2 separate regions of the Oryctolagus cuniculus genome follow, and region 2 is linked to region 1. The links are chromatin contacts, called in public Hi-C maps. All regions are on one chromosome and are shown on one strand. Each heading gives the region's core, a stretch centred on a gene start, on an enhancer-like site or on the middle of the called end of the contact. The rest is flanking DNA. Distances are from core to core; before and after follow the strand shown.

Region 1 (5,394 bases), core at 556-3,055:
AGAGACGGATAGTCTTCTTTGTTGTGAATCCTTTCCTTGCTAATAGGATAAAATGACTTGGTGAGTATAATTTCATACATATAGGGTGTTTTTAGTATAAACTCATGCAGAATTAAGATCAGCACCTACTCATCATCCCTGATATTAGCAATTAGCTCAAATGTAATTTCTTCATTTTGAAATGCTATGTTTCTATTTAGAAACTGAAACTAAGTATTTAAGCAAGGAAATATCTCTGTACAATCAGCACATTTTTAAATGTTATTTTATTAGCTTTTGTTTATTTATTTAAAGGGCGGAGCACAGAGGAAGTAAGAGAGAGAGAGAGAGATCTGAATCTAGATCTTTTATCATCTGGTTCACCCCCAAAGGCCTGCAGCAACCAGGGCTGAGCCAAATGCAAGCCAGGAGCTCAGAACTCAGTCTAAGTCCTCCATGTGAATGGCAGGACCCAAGGACTTGAGCCATCACTTGTTGCCTCCCAGGGTGCACAGTAGCAGGGAACTGAATTAGAAGCAAAGTAGGGTCTCAAACCCAGACACTCCAATATGGGATGTAGGCACATTAACTGCTGCACCACACTGCCCAATTCTAAAACTTGATTTTTAGATTTAGACTATTGAATGACAAAAAAATCAGGTTTGAAGTCTCAGAAATTTGGAGTCTGTTCTATTGCTAGAAGGATGTAAGAGTGTTCTCTCTAGCCAATTCTTTTGGAGGCGATTTTGGCTGACATATATAACTATTAATTCTTTAGGGAGATAGATGTTAGTAAATAAATGTGACTTTGGGGAAAAATATTGTACAGCTATTTTCTGTGTACGCATTTTTTTTCTGAAATAAATAGATATGTACATGGTCATCTGGCCTGGAATAGGAAAGAAGGCAGGGCCTAGACTTCCTCTTTGTTTTGCAAAGGGAGCAGACCTGCCCTCACCCACACAAATCTGCCCCTCAGCCTGGGACCAACTCAGCAGGCACTGATATGTGTTGTGGGCAGAAAGTCAGAGAAGGCATGATGTTTACTGGGAAGTTAACATCTATGGAAACTTGTTTGACAAACCCTGCAAAAATATTGGGAAAAGTTCCCTCTGTGTTTCTCCATGGTGTTGTTTGATGATTGGCAAACGATGTATTTTATAAATCCCGATTCTTTTTTTTTTTTTTTTTAAGTTCTGAAGAAGAGAGAAAATATCTTAACTTGATTCAAAGCCTCAGTAATGGGTGAGTCCAGTGCCTATTCCTGTTCACTTTCCTTCTTCCTCTGGGACTTTCTCAGCCCAAGTCTTCATTTGAAAGAAACAAAAACAATCTTATCTAAATGAGTGTATAAAGACAAAACTTTCTATTTACAAAGCGTTTGTTTTATGCTCTGCTTCCAGTAGATGGGGCTAAATCCTTGAGCCTGTGTTTCCAAGTTTGGAATTCCTGAGATCTTTGAGAGATTGCCTGCTGATAAAGGCTTTTTAAGCCTCTTGACAATACTGTGCAAGATTTTGGTGTTAAAGAAAAAAGAAAGCCATTTCGGAGACAAGATTTTGTAGGGAGCTTCTTACCATTAGAAATTGCCAAAATATTGCAACTCTTTGGTATTTTGTCTAGGGTTATATCTGACTTCTTTGGGTTTACTTCTCTTTGCTAAAGAATTAAACTGTTAAACTGCTTGTTATCTATTGTCGTATTTCGTGGGTGTTTCCTGGTCCTGTCTGTTGCTCTGTATGATTGAATGACCATATATGACAAATCCAAATGAGCTCACAATATTTTCCTCAGTCAGTTAACAAACATAACAAACATTACGCATCTGTGGGTGGGGTGATGTACTTTATTACTTCCCCATATGGTTTGCAAAGGATTTGAGAGCACAGTGTGACAGGCCAACAGGAAACTTACAACAAGAAACAGAAGGAAAAAGTTTTGGAAGGATCTGATTGTGTTCTCACCAAGTTACTCATTGTACTATATTTGGTCATTGATTCTCAAACCAGGCAGAAAAAAGAAAAAGCTTAATAAAATGTTTAAGGTTATTTAAATATTAATATAAAAATATTTTAGTCAATTTCCTTTTGTCTTATGCATTTATTTTTACAAAATATTTTAGAGTAACATGTGAATTAAACATTCACATTACAAAAAATCCATATGTCTTAGTTGCTGAGTAATTTACTCAATAGGGCATTAAGTATATTTGACTTCTCAAAATAAAAAAAAAAGAACCTTTTATAAAGTTAGGTTTTTTTCTATTTTTTTTCTTAGAGCTTTCATTTTTCTAACTAGTAAACCAAGACACAGGCAAAATAAAGACAATCAAGTATGATAATTATAAGATATTATAATAAGCATAAGACATTATACTTATTTTGAAATTCAGGAGGCAAGCGCTACTGGCACCAAAGTAAATTTCAGACTCCTCAGTTTAAAGGTATATAATAGAACCTTTACCATTCTTGTGTACATTTTAATTCTCCAAAGTGATGACATTTTCAATAAGCACATATTTCTTTCATTTGGATTAATACATGAATTTGCAGATTGGGTTATTTCATTCATGAGTTTTATTACTATTAATTCTCAAAAGTATCGATGCACTCATCTTTGTAGGCTAGTTTGCAATCAGATGCATTATATACTATTATTTATTAGTGTTTAGAGGATGAAAGAAAGGGAATATTAGTATAAATGGGATAAATGATGAAACCTGTGGTTCCCAGGTCCACATACAGCACAATTTTTTTTAACACATACAATTAAATGTTTTCGAAGTTCTGCTATATAAATAATATCTTATTTTGATTTATTACGAAATGCTAATGACATATTCATTTTATACATTTTTCTTAAGATTCCATTAAAAAAAAAAGGCTTTCTACTTTGTGGTCTGTGCCCTCTTTCAGGTCAGCTAACAATTTCATAGTGATTTACAAAAGAGACTCCATTATAAAAACCTTTGTCATTATCTACATTCTATGTGTTTAGGAAGCTTTTGAAACATCCTGGAATAAGCCAATTTCCATAATGAAGAGAAAATAACTGTACCGTAAAGCAAATGCTTTACTTTTTTTTCTTAGCCTTTGCATATATCTTTAAGTCTATGATTTCCTCATTTAAAAAAGAAAGCAGAAATAGTAGTAATCTTTAGTCTTACTGTTGTCTCCTACATAAGAAAAGCAAACAACTAGCAACTACACTTCTAATTGCCTGCAATAATGCTGTCCATCAGCTAGCCTGAAAATGGAACTGGCAAAACAAAGCTGATATTCAATATGATGGGGGGGAGGGAGGGAGGGCGGAATTTCACTGTAGGCCCTGTAAAGTTTGAAGTTAATGCATAAGCACAAGAATGGATTCCAAAACATTCAAGGGATTCCAATGAACAGAAATTGATAAGATCACTGAAAAAGCCCTTACCTTTGCATGGATAAACTAAAGTTCAGTTATCTTACATTTTTAACAGGAATATCCCTTTTTTGCATTAAATATTTGCAAATTGACCACAGTTAAATCCAGTTTTTCAGATTCTCCCTTTCTTAGGACCTTCTGAAAGGACAGGACTGTGAGGGCAATGGGTTTCCAGCGTCTTCGTGACTGCTGCCTTATTTAATAAAGGGCAGCATGGCAGTTAGCAGTTGGATTCGATTATGTCTTTCCTGACATTTTCATTCATTCTGTTGCCCCGCCCTAATATGTTAAGCAAGATGAGGTCCGGGGCCAGGATAATTTTCCTTTGAAAGCATCAGTCCTCATCAAATTTAAATTTTACCTCCTTCTCCATGTCTAAGTCAGTTAAATATTTTCCCATAAAAATTTATGAGAGCTTAAAGACAATTAAGGGTGGAATTCATTCAAACCTGCTGACTCAATGGTAGATGGATAAATGGATATTTGGATTTCCTTTGATAGTTCTGGCATGAGAGTGTCTTTGATATTTGCAGGAAGCATGCAAGATAACCCTAATAAAGAAAATGTCTTGAGCATTAAAGTTCTTAATTAATTATTCTATTCTTTTTGGGCTGCAGTTGATCTGCTGTCCTGAGGAGAGGTTGAGGTAGAAGGGCAGAAGGAAAGATATAGCACAAATGATGGTGTAGTCAAGCCAAATCGCACAATCATATTTATGCTAATATATTACAGCTATACATAAGAATTAGCTTGCATTTCCTGAGCATATCTTACCTCACTTTTGTTGTGAATAAATCACAGACTGTCCTGGATACAAAAAAAAAAAAAAAAAAAAAAAAAAAAAAAGAATTCTAGCCAGAGAGACTGGCATTCTAGTGGACGTGTTACCAGTTTTTCATGGGCTAACCTACATGTAGATTCAATTTAAAACACTTTTACTTTGCATGCCAAGGACTCATATTTACCAGGAATCTCAGTGTTTATCTGCCTGATTACTGCCAAATATTACAATGTGATTTTATGGCATTTGTAGAATTTAGAATCACATCCCATACTCAAGGACATGTTTTGGGATGTAAAGATGCCTAGTTATCCTATCATCTTCAGTATATGCTTATATAGGGATCATTTAAAAGTTCATGGAAAATTCATATTGCGAAGTAAGCATTCATGGATTTTGAAATGGTCTTGCATCAAAACAAAGTGATTTTTTAATTCAGTTTTTCCCATGAGCTTTCCAAAGTATCCTTATTCAGTGTGAGATAGAAATCGTGCAGTCACTACAACTACCAAACCTAGAATTTTCTGGAGGACTTCTAGTAAACTTGTCTTATGCAGATGATGAAACATATCAGTATATCTTCCAATGTACTTCTAGGTTGCTGAAGGAGACATAAATTTTGGAACTTTTAAAGTGTTGAATAATGAAAGGTTTCTTTATTTATTCCTTTGGTAATTATCCTAGAAGTGCCTTTTTCTAAAAGCAGGAAGACATTTTCTTTGTTCTTTGTTCATTAAGGTTGCTTTATTCATGATAACTTTGAATCAAATGATCTCTTTCACAAAACTACTCACGTTGTTTCCTGCTCCTTGGCACAATGAAGTCATGCATATGTATGACACATCATGAAGTGTCATTTTAGGAAAGACCCTGTTAGTATGCCTATGGAAGGAGGCAGAGTTAGATTATTGTAGCCAGGGAAACCACTTTATTTCTCAGCCTTTAGCTTCCTGGAGGGGGTCCAGAGATGAGGAAGAGTTTCCATTTTAAAAACTATGTGGTTAGCGTGCCAATGCTCCACTTACCATTATGACAAATTCAATCTGGACATCTTATTTTTAAAAATAGGAATGTAATCTCTTGAATACATATAAGACAAAAAGTTATAAATTAAAGCTCACAATTTTAAGTTATTTTCAGCTCATGATAATTACATAAAAATTTATATTTGCTTTGTATGGAGATTGGACAACATTTTGAAATTTCTGCATGAT
Region 2 (4,893 bases), core at 122-2,621, 1.2 Mb after region 1:
TACATCTGAGTAGTACTCCATAGAGTACATATACCATAATTTCTTTATCCAGTCTTCAGTTGATGGACCTGAGTTTATTGCATATCTTAGCTGTTATGAATTGTGCTGCAGTCAACACGGGGGTACAGTAACTCCTTCAGATGCTGATTTCTTTGGTTTGGGTAAATTCCCAGGAGTGAGAAGACTGTATCATATGTTAGGTGTATATTCAGATTTCTGAGGTATCTCCAGGCTTTCTTTCACGGTGGCTGTACTAGTTTACATTCCCACCAACAGTGGATTAGGGTCCCTTTTCCCCCACATCCTCACCAGCATTTATTGCTTGGTGATTTCTATATGAGAGCCATTCTAACTGGGGTGAGGTGAAAACTCCAAATAGCAATCCATAACTCTCTTACAGACCCTTGTTAGACAACAAAACTTTAACACTGAAGCTGGGAAAGTAGCAGAGGATGGCCTGAGTCCTTGGGGCCCTGCCCCTACGTGTGGGACCCAGAGGATGCTCCAGGCTCCCGGCACAGCTCCAGCCATTGTGGCTATTTGGAGAGTGAACCTCTGGATGGAGGGCCTCTCTCTCTCTCTCTAGCTCTGCCTTTCAAATAAATAAATAAATCTTTAAAAATTATAAAAAAGAAAAAAAGGAAGCAAGAACCCACGAGTCAATTTTTATCTAAGGTCCCCTTTCGTAGCAGGAAATCCCTCTTCCCCCTGATAGGATATTGTTTCATTCTTACTCTAAGGGAATGTCTGTCGCACCTGGTGAGTCACTCGGGTGACTTCCTTTAGGTAAGACTTGGAAGATCCCTGAAATGCCACTCCACTTACTGAGAATCTGCCCCAAACCACGCTGACTGCAGAGGTAGTCCTGTGTGTTTCAGAAGGAGTCAGACTAGAGTCCTGAATTCATCCCTAACGCTCCAGCTGAGTTCTGGGAGCCCTGCGTAATGTCTTCTACCTATGTGACCAGGTGCACAGTCTGGAATCTTCAACTGCTAAGCTGTAGTGATTTGAAACAGTGGTAGCACAGAGGCAGCTGATAGGCATCTTGTCCGGAAGACAGTGTGGCAATGACTCATACGGATGAATCATTTAAAATCAGCCCAGCGGATTGCGGGGGAGGGGCTGGGTGGAGGGGAACCAAGTTCTAAATTCAGGGAATCTCAGGCACTGACCACGCAAAGAATGCCAACCCAATTTCATGATTCTAGGAAAAGAAGCCTAGAATGTTCCCCAGGAAGAAAGCACAGGGATCATGTCATTCAATACCATAATTTCCCAAGTGTGGAAAGAGAAGACCAAGATCAAATGATCACTTAGCAGAGCCAGGCAACAATTCAGGCTTTTTGAGCCTCAGCTCCGGCGCTCTATCATAGCACTGGGGTGCACTATTCAGTCTTCGGACTATCAGTGTGCACTGGTGTGAGAGCTCTGGTGACACGAGTGCCTTATGAATTCCCTGGGCAAATGCAGTCAGGCAAACGTTCTCCTTCCCACTGCGAAGCCTTGGTTATGGCACAAATAATTAATGAGGCATAGCCAAAACTGCTCACTGACAGTTTCTTTTTTGGTATTAAAATGATGAGTGTATTTTCCCTAAGAACCTTCTGGCAACATGTACAAATAAAGCCACATACACAGTGACAAACTGTGCTGGTTAGAGTCTAGCTGATGACATTCTTGTTATTGAAACAGGAAATGACTAAGCCTCAGCAACTACAGATCATATATTTTATTCCGTTGTGCTGGCTCATTTGAAAAAAAAATAATAGCCTATTGCAAGGCAACAATGTTTGTTTTCTAAATAATATATTTTCTTTGGAAACGAATGTTAAATGGAGATTAATGCTTTGAAAGTTTAATTAATGTTTTCCAGGAAATCGAGGAATATTCCTCAATTAATACATCATTAAAATATTGCAACCTAGGTTTTCACAAGTATTAGAATCCAGTAAATAGGTTGTTAGTGAAAGGAAATATATGTTCAGTATTTCCTAAGGGCATAGATTCTAGATCGGAAAGCCTTTTATAGGAGTCAATATTGTTATCGTTGCTATCAACTGAAAGCTTGCATTGGGTTAGGAAAATTTTTAAAGACATTGAAATGTACTGGGTTTTTAAAGATTTGACTGACTTCAGAGTTTCTATACAATATAACCACGGCTGGGCTGAAGTTTTTCTTTGGCCACTAAACTTTTAAACTCACATGGTGCAAATTGATATCTTAAATATATATATATATATTTATATATATATATATATATATTTCATGACAAACGCTTAGATCACTGAAACAAATTCCAGGTGTACAACTAAAGCAACTGGCCTATCAGAAGCTGAGGATGTGTTTACAGTTAATAAGCTATTAGAAAACAATGTATCCACTACTGAAATGTGTTTCAAATAAACAGGAATGATTCTTTACATTTAATAATTCAGTGTTCGTTAATCCACCCACTCAGACTCTAACGGAAGGGCTTCATTGTAGTTAGATGTGTGAGACATTTCTTGCCAATCATCGACTTTCTTAGTGACATAAGTCTCCTCCTGACATGCCATTTATTTTCTAAGGGGATCTCTCACTGTTGCATGCTGTTGCAAAAGCGTAGAAGACCAGGCAACCACAGGAAGCAATGGCTCTGGCCTCTTGGGGCACAGAGGCACTAGGGGCCTCCTGGAGGCTGGGACTGGGTCAGGACCAGACCCAGATCCACAGCACACAGTCCCTGCTGGGACACTTTTTTCTGTAAACACTCCAGCTCCCTTTCTGGAGAATCAGGGCAGCAGTGGCAAAATGATTTACATTATACTCAGATGTTAAATAAAAAGACATGGGCTCTTTTTTTTTTTTTTTCCCTCCCTTGCATGTTCTTCCTTAAATCTCAGAATGAATAGTTTCCATCTGTAATTGTTGGTTTTATATTTTTAAATAGTGAACCGAGCAACAGAATGTCTCATTATCTCTGAAATGATTTGAGCATTGGCTGTGTGCAACTCTGTCGATAAAAGCACAATGCAGTCATTTTGCATTGTCTGCGGGGGGAGGGGAGATGCTTAAAGAAAGTTCCTTTTTTTTTTTTTTTTTTTTGCCCCTCTGCTAACTCTGTATTGCCAGTTATCTGCTGTTTCCACACTCAGCATAGATCTAATTTAGGCATTAAATTTTTTTTTTTTTTTAAAAAGACACTCTAGACATTATCTTGGGTTGGCAGTTTGAAAAACACATGTGGTTTCAAGCCTTTATGGCAGATCAGAAGCAACTGATGTCTGTAAATGTGTGAAATTTTAACTTTCCAAAAAAATGGCCGGTGATGCATGTAAGCTGAAATCTATTCAGGAAAACCACAGCGGCTGATGTTTCCGCTCCATTATTTTCCTTGAGACATGAAGAGGCCTTTGTAATTTTAGTTTTTGAAAGTGACAGAGCTCATCGATTTGCTTTTTCAGAATAACGCATTTTCTTGTGCTCTGTCATGTAATAGTTTACCTTCAAGCTTTAAGAAAACATCCTCTGCTCTGCCATCTGGTGAGGGCTTCTTGACTCCTAAGAGTGACTTGTGATTTCTCACCACAGAAGTTGAAGTCATTGTGGTGGCGTGCTCATTTCAGAGAGGGACGGTCACACCTTAACATTTTCACGCTGCCGTGACAACCTGTTATTTGAAAGTATCATTTTTTTTTTTTTTTGGTTGGGCAGTTTCAGAATTTAACTCGTAAATGCGATGTTCTATTCGAACAAGATAACCTTTTAAAATAATGTTATAAATAGCACATCAACAAGCGGATTTGCTTTCAATTACATGATGTCTAAGCACAGGTAATTCTAGCCACATATTTGCTATTTTAGTCCCTAAAATTAATCATGGAAATACTCTTAAGGCCTGACATCTTTTATGAATCTGATCATCCCAGCAATACAATGCAAGATTTGAGAAGTCAAAGAGACCCATTCAATCTCTAACTTGCCTTAAGTGGACTACAAACTCTTGAACTAGTTGGCCATAGTAGCCATGCGCATGGCTTTTTGAGTCGGTGTAGCTGCGCATATGTGGATGTGTCTCTGTGCCTCCGTGTTTCGCTCTACATCTGCCTGTGTGTTTGCATGTTGATGTTCGCGTGTCTGTGTACGTCCGTGTGAGTGTCTGTCTCCACTTCCCACTGAGATCTTTCCAGCGAGTGGGGGTGGGGAAATGCACGCAAACAAAGGAATCAATGATCTGTGGTTGAAAGGAGGTGGCAGGGACAAGTGCTGGGTCAAAGGAGGAGCTGAGTGGCACTACAGCCAGAACTCTCCTGCTACAGCCTCAGCCACCCAGCACAGGGAGAGGGACGCTTTGGTGCATTCCTATGAGTTGAGGCTGTTTCAAGTTCATTGAGTGAGGACGTTGGTGTCTCTAAAATGAAGTGGAAATGGAAATGCAGGAAAAGAAAAAAAAAAGAGTGCTCATCTTCCCTGCATCTCCATGGACTCTTCAGGTGGAGAAGGCTTGCAATTGTCATTTGCTATTTAAAAAAAGTGTTTCTGTTTGGCCGAGTTTGTATTATGGAAAAGGCATACATTATCTCACTTAACCCTCTGCCAGTCCTGCCAGGTAAGCACGTCTTGAACAGAAATGCAGAGGAGTTAGGAAATGTGTCTGCATGATGCCTGGATCTCTCATCTCACTCACTCAGCATTTCCTCCAGATCCCTGCAAACATGTCAAGGAATCCTGGAAGCGTGAAGGAGACACACCGTTCAAACCATTCCCCCATCTGGTTAGAACTTGGAGCGCAAATGTCACCTCTACATTGGAAGTGGCAGTGTGGACTGCCAGGGTGCCCTGAGTTTTCTGAGATGTGGGAATTGAGCTGCAAGTTCCCTTGTCCAAGTCCAGTGACAATGACAAGAGGCAGG

What was found. Hi-C and Micro-C count contacts between places; a contact is called where the count stands out from the background.
Region 2: a contact with region 1 is called in a Hi-C map of embryonic fibroblasts, with 7 times the contacts expected there. The contact joins two enhancer-like sites. A contact is called at or near these places in 2 of 6 Hi-C or Micro-C datasets (embryonic fibroblasts and skin fibroblasts).

The regions. Positions count from the first base shown.
Region 1 is chr13:91,641,971-91,647,364 of mOryCun1.1, forward strand. No RefSeq gene overlaps it. Among named protein-coding and RNA genes, the nearest start is that of PGER5, 940 kb to the left of the region's middle. Within about 2 kb of position 1,806, at least 1 of the 8 cell types and tissues checked has an H3K27ac peak or open chromatin away from gene starts, as enhancers often do.
Region 2 is chr13:92,821,665-92,826,557 of mOryCun1.1, forward strand. No RefSeq gene overlaps it. Among named protein-coding and RNA genes, the nearest start is that of KLF6, 12 kb to the right of the region's middle. Within about 2 kb of position 1,372, at least 4 of the 8 cell types and tissues checked have an H3K27ac peak or open chromatin away from gene starts, as enhancers often do.